Linked DNA regions of Mus musculus: region 1 is linked to region 2. A link is a contact called in public HiChIP or PLAC-seq data. All regions are on one chromosome and are shown on one strand. The core of a region is the stretch at or near the end of the contact, and the rest is flanking DNA. Distances in the headings are between cores, read along the strand shown.

Evidence for each region. HiChIP or PLAC-seq counts read pairs in DNA pulled down with a chosen protein or histone mark.
Region 1: a contact with region 2 is called in a CTCF HiChIP or PLAC-seq map of CD8 T cells, with 39 read pairs. The contact joins the enhancer-like site here to the promoter of Traf1 in region 2. A contact is called at or near these places in 1 of 39 promoter capture datasets (the SN4741 cell line), 1 of 15 datasets of contacts at CTCF or cohesin (CD8 T cells), 3 of 484 Hi-C or Micro-C datasets (Th1 cells, bone marrow-derived dendritic cells and extraembryonic ectoderm), 5 of 115 datasets of contacts at active chromatin or transcription factors (CD8 T cells, Th2 cells, bone marrow-derived dendritic cells and 1 more) and 3 of 9 other capture datasets (adipose tissue, liver and pancreatic islet).

What each region holds. Positions count from the first base shown.
Region 1 is chr2:35,013,759-35,018,321 of GRCm38.p6, reverse strand. It overlaps Hc (hemolytic complement), which reads left to right. Exons shown (of 41, transcript NM_010406.3): 22 at 166-226; 23 at 3,170-3,259. Among named protein-coding and RNA genes, the nearest start is that of Hc, 45 kb to the left of the region's middle. Within about 2 kb of position 1,916, at least 18 of the 459 cell types and tissues checked have an H3K27ac peak or open chromatin away from gene starts, as enhancers often do. A contact at or near this core is called in CD8 T cells and Th2 cells, where this site is marked.
Region 2 is chr2:34,960,016-34,964,233 of GRCm38.p6, reverse strand. Traf1 (TNF receptor-associated factor 1) reads left to right here and starts at 2,462. Exons shown (of 10, transcript NM_001326601.1): 1 at 2,462-2,710. Gm52552 (a long non-coding RNA gene) reads right to left here. Exons shown (of 3, transcript XR_003954034.1): 2 at 2,762-2,864. It overlaps Gm46733 (a long non-coding RNA gene), which reads right to left and starts at 1,531. Exons shown (of 2, transcript XR_001783275.1): 1 at 1,153-1,531; 2 at 929-1,046.

The DNA.
Region 1 (4,563 bases), core at 667-3,166, 55 kb before region 2:
GTATTCATATCAAGTTTGCCTTTTCAGAGAAGGAGCGTTTGTTTTTTTTTTTTTTTTTTTAATTTTTTAACTGGCAAAGTGGACTGGAGGAACTTGATCCAAGGAAATTCATGTCTTATATATGTAATTATGCCCTTAATGGAATGTTTTCTGGTTTCTCTTTAGCCAGAAGGAGTCAAGAGGGAAAGCTATGCCGGCGTGATTCTGGACCCTAAGGGAATTCGTGGTAGGAAAAATGATTTTAATTTTTATGTGTTATTTTCCAGCCACAGAATTAAAATGTAACTTTAATGTAACTGTCTGGATCTGTTTGAGTGGGGTCAAACATAACTCTATTTAGTGGACATTACAATTCGAACACATTGCAATACAACTCATCCCCTGCACTCCACAGTCTATTCATAACGACAGTAACAGGCTGTTTTATTATAAAAGCCTCTGTCTAAAGAACACCTGAAAACAAAGTCACTCTGCAAAAGGCACTTTTAGAGACAACACAGTCAGATGATCTCTCAAAGTCCCCTCCACTGCTCCATCTCTTCTTCTTCAGCTGATACACTATGAATCTTCTCAACGAAAGAGCTTTTCCCACATTGGCAACTGAATCCTGAGCTAAGTACAGGCTGCTTCTAAAAGTTAGAATCTGTGGGCTACAACTATTTTCAGCCAGACAGACTACTACAGCTCTTGTTAAATTGTTACAACATCACTGTATTCTGGTTCTTTGTCTGCATTATTTTTACCCTCAAAAAATCCTTTGAAAACATCCTTACCTCTCTGTAACAAAGGAGTAAATGCAACATAGAAACACTGTGTTCTACCTGGAGGCACATGCCATAGCTAACTAAGCTCTGTAAACTCCATACCCTGTCACCCTTAGTTCAAACTTCCTAAATACCTTCACTGACTCATTTTAACTCAGTATCTTCAGGTTTATCAAGGGCTAAATAACAAAGATGCTTCTTGAGGAATGTTCTTATATCTTTACCAAAGCCATCTCATCCATGAGATCTCAGAACTTACGCATAGCATCTTCCTCTTGCCAGGGACTATGCTAAGTGCTAGAGCTGGATTTTCACCATGGTGACTTTGATGAGCCCTACAGTTGCACCTTGGATCTTGGCACCACCTGTAGTATCCCTGTACAATTTTAAAACAATAAAAACAGCCAGGCATGGTGGTGCACCCCTTTAATCCCAGCACTTGGGAGGCAGAGGCAAGAAGATCTCTGAGTTTGAGGCCAGCTTGGTCTACAAAGTGAGTCCAGGAGAATCAGGGCTCTGTTACACAGAAAATAAAATAAAAACAGCTTGTATAACAGCTTAGTTAACTTAGTGGAAGCTTGGCTCTCTGTCAGTACAGTGACAAATAGTATCATGTTTTGGGGGGATGGTAGGATATTTTAACAGTATTTTTATTCTTTAAATGTTTCATACATTAATACAATCTTGATCATAGCTAATCTCCACTACCCACCCCAACCTCTCTCAAGTCATCTCCTTCCCAACTTCATGTTCTCTTTTATTTATTTTTATTTATTTACTTCATTATTTTTATTTTTTTAGCCCACCGGGTCCAATTAGTGTCACCCATATATTCATGGATATGAGGTCATCCACCAGGGTATAGGCAACTTACCAGTGTCTACCTACCTAAAGAAAACCGACTCTCCCTTCTTTGGTAGCTATCAATTGCCAATAGCTTCCTCCAGGAGGGACATAGTCTGTTGTGTGACAATACTTTCCCTGGGGTGACTAAGCACATATCTCCCCATCCACCATAGGGAATCCCCAACAGACCAGAGTCAGAATACCATCAAAGTTCAACTTGGTGAACCAATGAGTTAGACAGGGCTTACTTACCAGAATCTGAGTGACAGGTGACTTACAGAAACAGACATGATTCACAGACTGATGCATCACCAAAGGTCACCTCAGAGTTAGTGACCGATCACAAAAGCTGGGGGCCTGGAGCACACTGCACAGTCTGTAGGCAGCGCCACAGGCTGGAGGGTGTGATTTCCAGTTCTTTCTGATCTAAACCTCTTCCAGGAAGCCTGGTTGGTTTCTGCTTCTCCCAGGAAGCTGGTCTTGTTGCAGACTCTTCTTTGCAGCTTTGCTTGTCAGAGAGGCGGAAGTTTTACTCACTTAGTCTGGCAGGAAGGGACCCAGTGAATCTGGTCTTCCTGGAACTTCCTGTGGCTACTTTTGAAATGTTTACCTGTCTGCTTAAGGAGCTTCCTGCAGGATGGAATGTTTCCATCTCGGAAGAAACTGTTACACAACCGGCCTCAGAGGCCCCTCCCTCATCCCTGCAGGACCTTTTAACTGGCTTGACCCTGAGCCACAGCCGCAGTGGAGCTCTTCCCCCGTCTTCTGGCTCTTATATTCGTTATGCCCCATCTTCCAAGATGTTCCCTGAGTGTAGGGGTGTGGGGGGGAGGGCCATACAGATAGTCCATCTCTAGTATTCTCAGCCAGTTACTCTTAGCACTTGGGACAGTCTCCATGTAACCACTAAACTGGTCCTATTTATGACATACAATAGGAAACAGCTGTAATCTAAAATTCTCTGACCCTGGCCTTCTGAAGCTGTGGAGCTGTGTGCATATAGGAAAGTGCTTAAGTCAGACCGGGGAGAGGGGAGGTAGGAAGAGTGTCTGGTCGCGCTTCCCGATGGAGCTGATGGTCAGACAACACAGAGATTCCATATCAGTGATTTGGGGCAGGCCACCTCTTCCTAGTGGATAATGTTGATATATAAGTCATTTATGTCATACCTTTTAAAGACCAGAAATCTTACACGAAATTCAGTGTGTTCTTTAAGAAAAGTATACAAGCCTAGGGTTTGATTAAAATCCTTGACTATTTTTCTCTTTTTAAGACTTTAATGTTATTATTAATGTGCTTTATTGTGAAAAATTATTTGTTAGTAGATATATAATCAAAACTTGTTTTTTTTCCATTAAGAACTCTGGGCATGTCTGAGTTGAAGGATACCCAGGGGTCCCCCATCCACTCAGAAGATTGGGTAGGAGTGACCGGGACGGGAGCAATGAACAAGACATAATGTGAATAAGTAAAATAGTTAGATTAAATTTAAAAAAAGGACTCTGGGCAAACCTAATCTTGTATTATTGTTGTTTTTGTTACTATTTTTATTGTTATAGGTATTGTTAACAGACGAAAGGAATTCCCATACAGGATCCCATTAGATTTGGTCCCCAAGACCAAAGTTGAAAGGATTTTGAGTGTCAAAGGTAAGTTAATAAATCCAACTTCTGGGCCAGCTGGTAGAGTGGCTGCCTAGCATGCATGAAGCCCTCGATACAGTGGTGCCTGCCCTAATCCCAGCCGTGGGAGACAGAAGCAGGAAGATCAGAAACGGAAGGTCAGCCACAGCTACATAGTGAGGTGAAGCTAATCTGAGTAGCCCTGTCTGAAAAACAGATAAATAAATAGATTTTTTAAAAAAATTCTTTTTTCACTCTGTGCTTCAACCAAAATCAAACATATTCGTGATTACTCTTTATTTCTCTTCATCTCCACACACAGGTTGGCTTATGACAGAACTCTGTCTTCCATTTTCCTTGTCTTCAAACACTTGGTTACGTTTCTAACTCCCTTCCCCTAATGTATTTGGAAATTACCCTGTGAGGATAGGGTACCTGTTGTGAGCCCAGGACATCTCTAGAATGGGGTACAGCTGTTTCACACTTCACTTCCAGTGGTCTCAGCAGTCAGTCCACTAAAGACTTTGCGACCTGCAAATGGCCTTGCGGTACCAGCTTTCCGTCCAAGCTTAAGTCCTGGAGTGGTCAGGCTTGCTTAGCCCATTTGTGTAGCTACAATGAAACACCAGAGTCTAGGCAGTTTATAAAGAACAGGCTCCTATTCTGGAGTTTTTCAAGTCCAAGACCAAGGTAATAGAGAGGCTGGCAAAGGTTGTTCCTGTTTTTACAGCTGCTGTCTTAGTGGGTCACCCTCACATGGCTAAAGTATAGAAGAGTAAAATGTCAAAGGGTAAATGGCTCTCCACACCCTCCCAAAAAGCTTGCCCTCTTACACTACCACCGGTGTGGGTTAGGCTGCAGCAGATGGAGGGTCAGAGGTATTCAAACCAGAGCAGGGATTCTCTGCCCTCCGGGGTGTTTGCCAGAGGGGCATCATTCTTTGCAGTAAGGTAACACATCACTAACAGGACAGAATGACCTGCCTGCATTTTATCTTGGAACCACAGAGTTTCAGACCTGGAAAGGGCCTTTTTGATCACGTGCGATCTTGACATTAGACTTATAAGAAGTTGGCTTGCCCAGGGTTGCACAGTGTCACTATAGACTGGGGGGCCAGCGCCTTTTCCATTCAGGCTCCTTTGCCCTACTTCACCTGAGGATTGGTCAGTGTGGGTTATGACGTCAGCACCTAACTATGCAGCCATTTGTCTACCACATTACCTTATCTGCCACCAAGACTTTATGCTGCTAATCAAATCCAGCTTGCTCCCCTGATTTCTGGGACACAGGTAAACTGCTTATATTAAAAGGGGGGAAAGACGTTGGTCATT
Region 2 (4,218 bases), core at 1,213-3,712:
CACACAAACGCAGAGGGAGAGACCAAAAATATCTATAAACTATTATGTCTTGCATTTTCTACCTAAGTGTTCACTTCCATCCCCCTTCTCAGAAAAAAAAAATTTTTTTTGAGTGACTGAGAAACATAAAACAAAACAGAAGCCGCCTTAGCTCCCAGCTCAGTCCTCATCCTGGAGTCTCTGTATCTGGGGGGTAGGGGCAGAGCACAAAGCCTTTCAAACCCAGCCCTAAGGCATCAGGACCACCTCGGTTTTCACCAGTTTTCTGCTCTGTGTCCAAAAATTGGACCATAAGTCTACCTCTAGGAAGCATGGCCAGACACTTGGAAGCAGTTCTAGGGCGTTCACTAGGAGTGTCTGACTCTCCAGCGCACAATGAGTCCTGTGTTAATTACCCAGCATCCTCCTTGTCATTCAGCCCGCCCACAACTGCATGGCAGCTACCACAAACTCCATATAAACTGTAGAAAGCCAGGCGGTACCCTTCAATGTCAAAGGTCTGACTGCTGCGGAACTGAGACAGAACTTGAGACTGAAACCTTTGTGGTTCAGTGGCTCTGAGATCCAAAGGAACAGGTGTGAGTGAGAAGGAAATGGGCGGAGACATACATGATCACGTGCTCACACGAGCATGCGCTTCTCTGTATAACTAAAGACAACCTTATGCTTCTGATCCCCTTCACCCATATTCGGGGTGTTTGACTCCACGCCCAGTTTCATGTGGTGCTGGGGAGAGAAGCCAGGTCCTCAAAAGTACCAAGCAAGTTCTTCATCAGCTAAGCTATGCCCCGTCGCCCTTGTCTGCTTTCCTGATCCTCCCACACAGCCCCAGTCACAGCCTACCAGATATGAGGCCTTTGCCAGGGAGACGATTCCTCTTATGAAACTTATCTTTAGAAAAGTAAAACAAGTGACCTGGGTAGAGGCGAATGGTCTCCAAATGGTTTATTTTCTTTCTGAATCCAAAGCTTCATCCATGCTCGGCTTTTGATTTCCACTGCCTGGCTGATCCCTGGGCACTTAGTGATCCTCCGGTGATGCCCACTCTGTTTCAAGAGCCCCCAAATTTAAGCCGGGTGACTACAGATGAGTTTTGGGTACTTTCCGAAATTAAACTATTTCCCTTGGTAAATTTCCAGCATATGAACTCACTCATCTGAAAACAGGATGTGGCGCGTGAAGTGTGAGGTCAGACTGCCTGCTCTTTTTTCTTTACCCTAGGGCAGAGAGGAAAGAGGGGTGGTCCCAGAAAGGTGAGACCAGAGAGGGGATCTTACAACGTCCACACTTGAGAAATGTCACTTCACCAATTGCACTTGAGAATCGGCGACTTTTATGTGCAAGAGGTAGATCAGCCATTAAAGCTAGGGTCACAACCAAAAACTAAGAAAGAACCAGTGACTTTTAATGTCAGAGACACAGGGAGCTCGTAGACTCCGTTACTGTTAGAATTCAAAGGCCCACAGCGGGCTGAGTGGCATATGCCTGTGATCCTAGCACTTGAGAAACTGAGGCAGGAGGCTTACCAATTCTAAGCCAGCCTAGACTACATAGCAAGACCCTGTCTCAAAAAATAAAATAAAATAAAATAAAATAAAATAAAATAAAAGCAGATGAATGGAAGATCCTTAGAGGTCACCTCTGACCATGCTTGCACAAATCACAGAGGTTGTATTTCGTGTTCCTGAGACACAACACTTGCCTTCAGGCAGACATCCCCTTTCCAAGTCAAGCCCCAGAAGTCTTTATTCCACCAGCCACCCAGATGCAGTATCACCTGCCTGCTAGAAACCTGAAGCCAACAGCAGACCTGCTATGGGAGGGAGACATACACACCTCCCTCATCCAAACAAAAGCCCAACCAAGTAGGTCCTGTGCTTGGGAAGCTGAGGCAGGAGCATGGCTTACAGTTTGGAGTCTTCAGGGCTACACGGGAAGACCTTGTCTCAAAACAAACAAATCAATCAGTTAGAAATCAAGTAAGGAGCCCAAGCCAAATTAACCAGATAAAGAAACACTGACCATCTGACCAGGAGCCAGCGGACATCTGCGGACAGACGGCACCCTTGTGAGATTGCTGGTTTGCAAAAATTACACCAGTTGGTTGGTTGGTTTTTTAATCTTTTAAACTAAACTTATATCCTGACACTAAGTTCCCTAACTCTTTGGAGTAAGAGTGAGTGAGTGTGTGTGTGTGTGTGTGTGTGTGTGTGTGTGTATCAAATGCTGCGTGTGTTTAGCTTAAAAAGCACAACCACTTCCCTGCTTCACCCAGTTTCTTTAGCGCCCAATGCCAAGAGCACTGCACTATCACACTGCCATCTGCATTGTTCACAGAGATTGGCAGAGTTTACCGGGTGCTGGGCTCTTAACAAGAATCCACTGTGGTAAAGCTTGCTGTTTTTCCACTCTTGCCTTGCGGCACTTCAGGCTGGAGCTCAATGTTGTTTGTGTGTGTGCTGAGTATCTCAGGAGTGCAGCCACTGATGGAATGCTAGGAGTCAGCTAGCACCAGGACCCCAACAGAAGCACTCCAGTTCTGTTTCCTTGAGGGAGGAGCGATCAGCCCGCCCCCCGGCCAGCCTCCGAAGCCAGCCCAGCTCAGTCCCACCCGCCTGCCCAGCCCAGCTTCCCTTGGCTTCCGCCAGCCCAGCCCGGTTCTCTGCCCCAAGGACGCTACCGCCCGGTGCGAGCAGAAGGCGGCGCACAGGTTGGTTGCCCGTCCCCCGCGGGTCCCCAGGGTCCCCAAGTGCGACCATACTCAGCCTCTCTCCCTTCCTGAGCGGTGCTCTGGTCCTTAAGCTGTCACTTCGGTTCTGCCCTCAGCTCTGAGCTCGTTCTGATGTGGCAGGGGACATCACCTGCTGAAGGAAAGGGGGCAGGTAGGCAGGAATTCATAGGTAGGCGACTAGACAGCATGTCCAGGCTAAAGGCAGCATGTAGGCCATGGGATCCCAATCTGGACACTGTCACCGAGATGTTCCAAAGTGTGGGGTGTGGCCCAGGTGGGTCCCCAAAGACTAGAAGGAGGATGAGACGCCTCTGTTCAGCAGATAGATTGTCCATTCTGGGAGCCATGGAGATGAGACTAAGGAAGATGGAGGTGAGAAGGCGGTGAAAGAGACCTGTAAAAAGCCACCGCAGTGTAAAAAATAACTCTGAAGGGTGTGAAGGAAAGTGCTGTCATAGAAAGGAAGGCTAGAAGTCCACTGGCCTGCTTCTGATGGGACTGAAATTAGGGCAGGCCCGGAGCATTTGACAGTGTGTGGGCTTATGACAGGGCTGAGTAGATTCCCTGGAGTTTCAGCAGCTGTGCTGACAATCTTCTTTAAACTTTGTATTGCAGTGTGAGAAGAGAGAGTGGATATGGGAGAAGAATTTGGGATAATTGCCAAGCTCATTTTAAAGCACAGGTCTGGTCTCAGTCCTTCCTGCCTCTCTAGCTTTAAGGTCTTGAGCAAGTCACTCAATTTATCTGTGCCTTGGACCCCTGGGCTATAGAGTAGGGGAGGGTCTCCAAAGACTGGAGGGAAATATTGACAAAATGTTTGTTAAAGTACTTAAAACGAGGCTGGAACTGTGGCTTGGTTAGCAAGCACTTGTACGCAGCCTTGGGTCTGATCCCAGTACTGAGAAAAACAAACCACTTTACAGGTAGCACCAGAGCAGCAGTGCCTGTTGTCTTAGCCCACAGCCGTGTGGGAGTATTCTAATGCTGGTAGCAGGAGCTGGGAGATGAGCTGGAGTGGGGGGGGGGGGGCGCCCGTCTAGGACAAGAGAAAAGGATCCAGAAGGTTGGGTGCTTCCCTTGTGTCCCAGTCGGAAAAGGAAAGGACATGTGGGGTGCAGGGGGTTGCTGGTCAGGCTGAGGACGGAGTTAAGGGAATGCCTTTCTGAGAGCAGGCAAGGAGATGAGAGATCATTAGCTGAGCAGGCTGGGGAGGATTCAGTTGGAAGTCTGTAGGATGGAGTAACCTCTTGGCCACTAGATGTCCTGGTGTCACCCCAGGCTTGGTAGACCATTGACTCTATCTAGAGACATAACAGAGTCTAACTTGACCTGACCACCTGGGAGAATCAAGGAAGCTGATAGATGCCAAAACACTGTGTAAGTGTCATTTGCCATTTTAAATCTCTCATTGTGAGAAACAAGAAGGGTGTGACCATCACCTGAATAAATTATCGAAGCTTTTGGAGCAGGTCACTTCAGTCAAGGCC